2 separate regions of the Gossypium raimondii genome follow, and region 1 is linked to region 2. Evidence: chromatin contacts called from public Hi-C data. All regions are on one chromosome and are shown on one strand. Each heading gives the region's core, a stretch centred on a gene start, on an enhancer-like site or on the middle of the called end of the contact. The rest is flanking DNA. Distances are from core to core; before and after follow the strand shown.

Region 1 (4,877 bases), core at 1,484-3,983, 380 kb after region 2:
AAAATTTATGCAGTAACCACGTATTAAATATGATTTCAGAGAATATCTTTAACTAGTGATATCTTATCCTTCGTATCTATTCCCAGCTTTTAGAGCACTTTATCATGATGTAGGTATGTACGAAATTCGGTTAATAAATAGGAAATGTCAAATTACAAATAATTAAGTATAAAATAGAGTGTAAGTGTCCGTGACCGTGACCATTACTGTGAGAATTTTTAAAATGTAAATTATGAAAATATATTATAAAACTTTTATTTAAATATTTTTAAATATATTTTATAAAATTTAATTAACTAAAGTATTTTAAATAATTGAGATTAATATTTTTAAAAAATATCAACTCTAACATTTTCATTTAGATTAAAAAACATTTATTTTGCCAATTGAGTGTTAGCTCGATTAGTATGAACATTGTTGTCAATATAGGAAGACATAAGTTCGAGTATGCTGAAGCACATTATCCTCCAATTTATATGTTCGAAGGAATTATAGATTAGATATTATATTAAAAAACAGATATAATCAGAATTTATAATGAATATCTAACTTTAGTAAATATTTAATGCATAGTGAAAACCAGCTCATGTTTACCCCTACTTATTTAGAGTAAGAATCTCAACACAGAAGCAAAAGACAAAAGAGAAAAAGTAAGGCAAACAATGTCACATGTTTATTCTTTGAAAAAAAATAAAGGTGTGTTTGATTCGATAAACTTTGTATAAGAATTAAAGAATATAACATATATAATAATATTTTTTAATTCTTAAATAAGAGAATAAACATATTTTAATATACTTAAATTAATGTCGATGCCAACTAAATTAAGATTTAATCGAGAACTTAAATTATTATTTTAAAGTATTTTATAGTTAAATTTAAATAAATATATTTACTTAGTAATAGTTTGAATAATATCCGTTTGAAGTTTAAGAAACGCTAGAATTATAATATCATCTTATATGGTTTCATTTAGATGTTCTTTTATTTCTTTTATGTATTTTTATGAAATTACAATTTTTAAATTGACCCTTTTCTTAATGGAAATCTATTTTCTATTTTTTTAAAAACTATTTTGATACTTGTATACCATAATTTCAAATTTTAAAAGTCATATGGAATATACAATAAATTCAGGGTAGCAAGGGGTTGGTAGGAGTTGACCCCTAAAATAGATTTTTTTTATTTAGACAGTTTATTTTTGAAAATTTTAAATTAATCAAGTTAAAATTGTACTTTAATCCTCCCTAAAATGATAAAATTCTATTTAATCATTTTAAAAATATAAAGATGTAATGTATTCAAAAGATAAAATTATATTTTTACTATCGTAAAAATTAAAATATAATTTCGACTTCCTATAATTTTTTTATGTCTTTGTCTCCCACTAAGGGCTTGTTTAGTAGTACTTAAAAAAAACACTTTTAGCTTGAAAACATTTTGAAAAAAAACTATGCTAAACAAGTTACCTTTGATTGAAATTTTGACTTTTAAAAACACATTTGAAAAACACTTTTGAAGATGAAAAGTATTTTTGGTGCTTAATTATTTTTCACCCTCCAACAACATATTACTTTTCCTCCTCCTTTTTTTCTTGGTACTTAATTTCACATATGTTAAATTCATTAATTAAAATAAATTCTTTTTAAAATAATACAATTGTGTTAATATTAAATGGTTTTATTTAAATATTCACAATATAATTTATATATTATAATTAAATTTTATAAATAATTAATATTTATTGCTTAAAATATTTAAAATTTATATTTCATATATTAAAATATTAACCACAAGTTATAATAAATTATTTTTATATTCTTATTAAAATATAATAATACTAACTAATTTAAACATTATTTAAATGCATATCTGCTACTCGATAATACCATATCTAAAATAGATATTTTATTTCGAAAAGTATTTTTTAATAACAATACTAAACCAAAATTTTCAAACCATTTCTCAAAAACATTTTTTAAAAGCATTATTAAACTAGCATTAAATTAGGACAGTTGTGGAAAATTTTTATGTAAAACATAAACAAATAATAAGTTTTAAGTTAAAAAATTGGAGTTTTTAAAAATCAAATAGCGTCCATGGCGTCCAATAATTTCAATTCAACAGCCAAACAGGCCCGAGATTCGATACTTTCACTTCCATCTATACGGTCTCGTCAACTCTCAACTAAAGTGGGGAAAAGATAATCTCACATGCGTGTGGATGAAAATTAATATATATTAGATAATTTAATTAATTTGAATTAGAATTAGAATTATCAATACAATTTATAAAAATAAACTTAAATTTTAATTTATTGATTGGGTGTTCGCTTTTTTAAAAAAAATTTGAATTTAAATTGCTATAAAAAATTTAAAACAACTTAATTTAATTAGAAGGATAACCAGTTTATAACTGAACTCCAACGACCTCGCAGTGGCACGATTATTCCATGCTACCTACAGAGGAAAACGGAAAACTGCTGCAAATTTTAACTGCGTTAGATTTTATTTATTTATTAATCTACTTTACTTTTCACTGCCCCTCAAGAATTCCGATTCCCTTTTTATTTATAATATAAAAAGAAATAATATAATATTTTTATAAATAAAGAATTATAACACTTTTTTTTCTAATTAAATATATTATTTTTAACACGTAAATAAATTATGTCATATTTTTTCAATAAATTATTATAAATATTTATAAATAATTACATAGGTGACTTTCCAAACACAATCATAGTTATAGAAAAAAATTGAAAAACCCTGTGAAAACTGAACCCACAGCTCCTCGTTTCCTCTTCTTCTCCGTTACCGCCGTTGGGGCTTCCCCTATGTATATTTTATTTCTTTTTCTCCACCGGTAACTTCTGTGTCAGAACTCGTCGACGATCGCCGCTGCTGCCGTGTATCCTTCTTCTTTCTTTGTCCTTTCCTCCATTCTCTTTCCTTTTCCTCCTTCTGTTTTTTTTCTTCTCTTCTCAGTTCTCCCGCTGCCGTGTCCGTCGGTTTCCGCCGGATCTGATCTCGTATTCAGTGTCGGAAATCCGTGTCGGATCGTGTCGACACTGGTACGGCACCCCTAATTGCCGAGTCCGGGTAACGGAGTTCTGATAAGTTTTCATTGTTTCTTTTACAGGTTAAGAAACTGTTCTTGGGCTGTACTATAGCTCAAGGAAAATGGTACTCTCAAGTTCTATTACTTTTTTATTCCTTAATGTTATGTGTCGTCGTAATATTCTTCCTGTATTTTTCTAAAAATTCTCATTTGTGCACTAGGCTGTCAGTTGGCTAAAAGAAATGAAAATTCTTTAGTTATTTAATCTTATATATATTGTATTTGATATTATGAATTTGTGTGTGGTTTTGTAATTTTTGTAGGATCAAAATGGTTCTGGTGGTGATGCTGATAATTTTGACTGGGATACCGAAGATGAGCTGGAAATTGATAATTATGCAATCGCCTCTCGCTCAGGAGTGTCACTTACCAATGGGGAAGCTGTTTTAGGCACAGCAGAGGTACTTGCCCATGCATAATTGCATCACATGGCATTCTGGAAATTTTAACATGCAAATCGTTTTAATGATTATGAAAATTATCTACGATGAAGTTTTCTTTCATTTTTAATTTCCAAAGAAACATTATAGATATTAATTGATGAGTTCCTATGGGAATTTTCTCTGGAGGTCACTGTAGTTTCGCATCTCCTTTTCATGCACTGCTTTATTTAGTTGATGACATTACTAATGTCCCTGGCTTAAATTTCATTGATTAGCCTCCATAGCAATGAATATGTATGCCAAAACGAACTCACGGTTAACTTTTATTGTCTCAAGGTGAGCTCGTCTGCAGATTCTCCGAATTCCAAGTTAATTGATCATTTTGTTGGGATGGGGTTCTCCCAGGAACTTGTTACGAAAGCAATTGAGGAAAATGGTAAAGCTTCTAGGTCTTTACTACTTAGAGCACAAGTTTCCATCTTAACTCATTTATAATCCTGCTTTCCTATTGTCCAGGAGAGGAGAATTCAAATTTGATACTTGAAGCTCTCCTTCGGTACTCTGTGAGTTGTACATCCTATTTAAAGATGCTTATTAGTTACACACCCCTTGATGATAGAGAGCTGCTGCGGCTTTTGTGGTGGAACTGTTACTGTTAAATTACTGACGTTTTAGTGTGCAGATTTCATAATAAGTTCTTGATTTCTCTTTTTCGCATGCAGGCAAGCTCGTTGGCTAGTTCTTCCAATTCCAAGTTGATTGATCATTTTGTTGGGATGGGATTCTCTGAAGAAATGGTTCTCAAAGCGGTTCAAGAAAATGGTAATAGTCCTTTCTCATTTTATTAGACATCACTTTTGACCTCTATTGCTTTATCTGTGGTCATGTCTATATTTTCAGGAGAGGGGAATACAGATACCATATTGGAGACTCTATTGACATATTCGGTAAGCTGTACACCTGAAACCTTTGTTTAGTTATTTCTGAAGCATTTATTATTTGTTTGGGAAAGAAACCTATTGACGTTACTTGGAATCTTGATATTGATGCAATAACAAGTCAACATATTCAGTGGTTCAGGTCATATTGACAATCCTCCCCAAATAGAATCATCTTTCCGTTGTTGAACTATCTAGCAAATTAGTTGTTTGCTCTCTCTGTTATATCATGAATGATTAATTTAAGATTGCAGGCTCTTGAAAAGTCTGCTCCTGTGCAACAACATGCTGATTCTGATGACTTCTCGTCAGATTGTGAAGGGAATTTTTTGGATGATTTCACAGATATTGATAGTTCTTCTGATACCGAGGTATCTATCCTTTAATGTTACATTTGCACAATTTGCGGAAATTTCTAAAAGTTACCTTTTGTGAA
Region 2 (5,236 bases), core at 411-2,910:
TTTTTGGATTGTTTCGCATGATTTGAATCCTTAAACTATCACCTAAGACGATGTATGGAATTGATAAGTAAAACTAGATTTTTCATAATAACGCCAAACTCAACTCAATGATTGTATTTTCAAATTCAATACTTCATTTTTTAAATTCAACACTATCTACTCATTAAATTGAGATTTTACAAGATATATTAACATATGTTTTCAAAGTGACAAATGTGTTTTGTTATTTTTTTCGCTGCGACATTTACTTGAAAAATTATGTTTTTTTGTAAACCATCAATACTTGAGTTTTTCTAAAGGTAAACAATTTTGACAATACTTGGCTTTTCTTTAAGCAAATCAAAATGGCATTTTAAAATGATAACGATTATTAAAAAGAAAATAGTTAAAAGATTTTTTGCGCTAGCAACATGACCAATGTGACCTTTGAGATTCGGCCATAATGTCTAGGCCAGGTTTAGGGGTTACAGTTTTAGTGAGTATTTGTTAAAAGAAGGTTATAAAAATAATCCAATTTGTCTATGTGTCTTTATAAAAAGGTTTGGATCATATTTTGTGATAATTGTTATTTATGTTGGTGATATAAATATTATTAGAACTCCTTAAGAGTCTCCAAATGCAGTAAATTGTTTAAAGAAAGAAATTGAGATGAAAGATCTTGAAAAAATAAAGTTTTGTCTTAGCCTACAGATCGGACATTTAAAAGATGGAATTCATGTCCATCAGTCAACTTATACAAAAAATAATTTTAAAAAATTTTACATGGATAAAACGCACCCATTGAGTATCCTGATGGTTGTAAAATCATTAGATGTTAATAAAGATCAATTTCGTCATTTGAGAATGATGAAGAATTTATTGGTCCTGAAGTACCATATCTAAGTGCCATAAGGGATAATTGTTTTAATTCCATGATTAGGGAAAAAATTGTATACATTCTTAATTAATATTTAAAATAAATAAACGAGATAGATTGTGATTTCTTAATCTGCTTTATTGAGTTAAAAACTTCATCATCAATATAAAATTATGCAAAATTGTAGTATTGTTTTAACTTTAGTTATGGAGCTAATATATTTCGGTATAAGTATACGGACACTAATCTTCAAATTAAGTCAATCGATCAATCAAATTACTACTTTAAGATATAATTTGTGTGGACTCAAATTGATTGACATTAAATTTAAAGTTTGATCTTCATGTTTAAAACTTATTCTCTTTTCTAATTTAATGATTGTAATATTATTATTTGTTTGAATCCAATTCGATTCGAGCGGACTCAAATTTTGAAGTATTAATATAAGCGAATGATGTATAAATCAAGAAAATTATTGAAGCCATTTTTGAGGATGACACTAGGGTTGACCAAGGGAGGCATAACAGGTGATAGCAATCACCTATCTGATAAATTGGCCCGATAAAATCACGGAACCCGCCCCAACAACGATATTTTCACCTACTAAAGCGAGAACCCCCAAAATCTCATCTAAATCGGGTCGGGTCCCACTTAAATTGGCATAGTATTTGAACTTTTGCTTCTCCTCTCATAATAATAATAATAATAATAATAATAATATTTTTTTATCTCTTTATTTTTAGTCTCCGAAAAAAAACAAAAAGAGCTTAAAAAATTCAAAAAAGGAAAATATTTTTACTTATTTATTTTCTTTGCAAACTGTGAAACTTGGAAGATTCGATCCAAGGACCTGAAACTCGAAGATTTTTTTTAATTAAAATAAATTTTTTTATTTTTTATTAAAGTTTATAATATTTGTCAACCAATAATTATCATCGCCAAATCGTCATCGTTAGAGACGTCTTTGAGAAGAAGAAGAAGAGGAAAGACGAGGAAGAAGAAAATATCTGAGAAAATTGAAATCGAGTCTTTAATCGACTTGAGGTGGTGGTGTTGGGTTTCGATTTGTTTAATGCAAATTTTATATTCTGTTTTCAGATTCAGCTCTGATTTGAATCTGCTGAAACCCTAGGTTTGTATCAAATCTGTGAATAAGTTTATCTTGCTCTTTTTTTTTCTTCATATGTTTTTATTGAAATTTTTTAGTTAGTTGTTTGAAATTGATGAATTTTGGCATGCTTTTAGTATTAGATTAGTTGTTTTGTAGAGGAAATGTGGAAGCTTTGGAGAGATTTTATGAATGCTATACTATTTTGATAGTTAACAGTTACAATTTAGGCTATCTGAACTGTTGTTCAAAAGCTGAATTTTCTGTTCAAAGAACTAGTTATTTGAATTGATTCTTAAAATTAATTGTTGCAAGGATGGGTGTTGAGTTTCCATGGTTTTTATTAGAAATTTTTCTTCTATATCATCTAATTGTTTTAATTTCTATAGGAAGGTAATTTTTGCTTATTGGTTTTAATGGCTTTGGAAAAAGGGTCCGTTTGTAAAGAAGAATTAATTCCATTTCTTCTTGGGGTTTTTACAGGTTAAAACTACCCTACTACCAACTGCCTTCCGTACATCCTTTTAATTTTTTGGTTAGTTTAAACGGAATTTTGGTTAGCTTTTGAGTGCATCTATTAGTTTTTTGCCATACAACATTTGCTATTCTTTAGGTTTCTATTTGCTATCTGGGGAAAACCACTTTTCTCATAGGCTTTGCTGATAGTTCAATGACAAGAGTACTTGGTTTGATGTGCAAGGTCTTCTGTGCTGTTAACTAGGATTGGGTTTAACTGGATCTGCATGCAATGGAGCGGACTGGGTAAGCCTATTACCTTGATGAAGTCCATGAACTTGTAAACTGTTGTGTGCTAAAGAAGAGAATATGCTACCAAATTGGAAGAAGCTACGCATTAGATTGACAGTCCAATCTTTAGTTGAAAGTTTGTTTTTGTTAATTGGAACATATAAGAGTAAAGAGGGTGGGTGGTAATGGTATGCTGTGAAAAGAAGCTATGGAGCAACCTTTTGAGAAACGTTTTCCAGTCAATGCAAAAGATTACAAGTTATATGAAGAAGTTGGAGAAGGTGTCAGTGCCACTGTGTACAGGGCTTTATGCATTCCACTTAATGAGATTGTTGCTATCAAGGTTCTTGATTTGGAGAAGTGCAATAACGATCTGGTAAGTACGGTATTTAATAATCTATCACTTGGGAAGCATGCTTACTTATGATTTCTCTTTCAAGTCCCTGCAGCTCTATGGCATAAAGAGTTGACATCACTTTAAGATTTTTGATCATGAATGATGCAGGATGGAATTCGTAGAGAGGTCCAGACTATGAGCTTGATTGATCACCCAAATTTATTACGGGCACATTGCTCATTTGCAACCGGTCACAACCTTTGGGTTGTGATGCCATATATGGCTGGGGGCTCTTGCTTGCATATAATGAAATCTGCTTTTCCTGAAGGTTTTGAAGAGCCTGTCATTGCTACTTTGTTGCGTGAAGTTCTTAAAGCTCTTGTTTATCTTCATTCTCATGGGCACATTCACAGAGATGTGAAGGTTACTTATTGCCCTTTCTTTTTTTACTTTTATGCCATGTTTTTCTTCTTTATTTCTGCAAATCGTTTATATTCTGAGACCAACCTGGTTATTTATGGACTGTCTTCAGTAAAGATACAGCTTAAGCTATATTTTCTTACTATCAATATGAATAACTTATAGTTCTTATCATGTAATTGACAAAATATGGAAAGTGGGGGAAAATTTGCTCCTTCATTCCGTAAAGAAACCTTATGCTGATACCAGTATACTATTGAATCTCTTAGGGTCCATTTGGATAGGTGTTGAGGTTGGCTCTGGTGAGAGTGAAAACAATGATAGTAGTGAGATTGGATATCGTAGCATTGAGATTAAAATTAGTGGTGGTCTATTACTTCAATATGATTCGTTCTTGTTGTTTCTTTGACAAGGAGGTTGCCAATTGTGCTACATATGTTGATAGCTTACCGCCTGTTATTTTGCCCTTGTTCCTTCCTACTCTTGTTCAGAAAATTTCTCTTTTATTCTTATAACTTATATTTGCAGGCTGGTAATATCTTAGTTGATTCTAATGGTGCTGTCAAGTTGGCAGACTTTGGAGTATCAGCATGCATGTTTGATACTGGAGACAGACAGCGTTCTAGAAATACTTTTGTTGGAACTCCTTGCTGGTATTTGTTTTTCCTTGGCCTTTTGACTGTAGAGATTGTAATAATGTATTTTACTATGGAAATTCAATTTTTGAGAGCTAATGATGACCACAATGTGTCTTCTTGTTTTTATATCAGGATGGCTCCAGAAGTTATGCAGCAATTGCATGGTTATGACTTTAAGTGAGTTGATTGCCTCTCTAATCTATACTTTTTCATTGCATTTCCTTTAATTCTTTTCCTTTGTTATACCTTTTAAATCATTCTGTTTCCTCTTCTTTTCTGTTTACAGAGCGGACATCTGGTCTTTCGGAATTACAGCTCTTGAACTTGCTCATGGCCACGCCCCATTTTCCAAGTATCCACCAATGAAAGTAAATATCATAGTTGTTTGATAGTTATATCAGTTGATTATTATTTGTATTTTGTTGTCATTCTTTTAGTTCTTACTTTAGTTGTTTAATCCCATTTCTGCTGCAGGTTTTGTTAATGACCTTGCAAAATGCTCCTCCTGGTCTAGACTATGAAAGAGACAAGAGGTTCTCAAAGGTTTGTGCTCATCAATTGTCTCACTGATTTGTATCATTTGTTAGTATCTGATAGTAACATTGTGAGAGCTTTTTAATTCTCTAGTCTTTCAAGGAGTTGGTAGCTGCTTGCTTGGTGAAGGACCCGAAGAAACGTCCAACTTCAGAGAAGCTTTTGAAGCACCATTTCTTTAAACATGCACGCTCCTATGATTATCTAGTTCGTACCATTCTTTACGGCCTTGCTCCATTAGGTGAACGTTTTAGGGTGCTAAAGGTCTCTTACTTGCCCTTTTGTTTAATTGATGACCTTTGTTTAAGACGAGGAACTAATCTAGAATTCTGATCTGGTATTTTATGTTTCAGACGAAAGAAGCTGATCTTCTTGTACAGAATAAGGCTTTTTATGAGGACAAGGAGCAATTATCACAGGTGAATGGAGCTTTTTACATTTCTTGACAAAATTTGATAGTGCTAGGTTTTTCATTTTATGTCTTAATAGTATTTTTCAGCCTTTTATTCTGAGTGAACCAATTGTTGTATTGCCGCATCCATCTCAGGTCTTAACGATAAGAGAAATTATTGTTGCTGGCTCTACTTCGACTAATG

The links. A called contact is a pair of places that touch in the nucleus more often than the background predicts.
Region 1: a Hi-C map of leaf shows a contact between it and region 2, with 2.2 times the contacts expected there. The contact joins the promoter of LOC105798330 here to the promoter of LOC105798317 in region 2. A contact is called at or near these places in 2 of 2 Hi-C or Micro-C datasets (both in leaf).

Annotation. Positions count from the first base shown.
Region 1 is chr9:8,221,079-8,225,955 of ASM2569854v1, forward strand. LOC105798330 (DNA (cytosine-5)-methyltransferase DRM1) reads left to right here and starts at 2,734. Exons shown (of 11, transcript XM_052620804.1): 1 at 2,734-3,185; 2 at 3,384-3,521; 3 at 3,840-3,939; 4 at 4,020-4,066; 5 at 4,226-4,325; 6 at 4,404-4,450; 7 at 4,696-4,812. The coding sequence starts at 3,183.
Region 2 is chr9:7,846,875-7,852,110 of ASM2569854v1, forward strand. LOC105798317 (serine/threonine-protein kinase BLUS1) reads left to right here and starts at 1,661. Exons shown (of 22, transcript XM_052620770.1): 1 at 1,661-1,988; 2 at 2,448-2,499; 3 at 2,665-3,087; 4 at 3,217-3,471; 5 at 3,997-4,121; 6 at 4,239-4,283; 7 at 4,393-4,474; 8 at 4,581-4,649; 9 at 4,734-4,904; 10 at 4,994-5,059. The coding sequence starts at 2,920.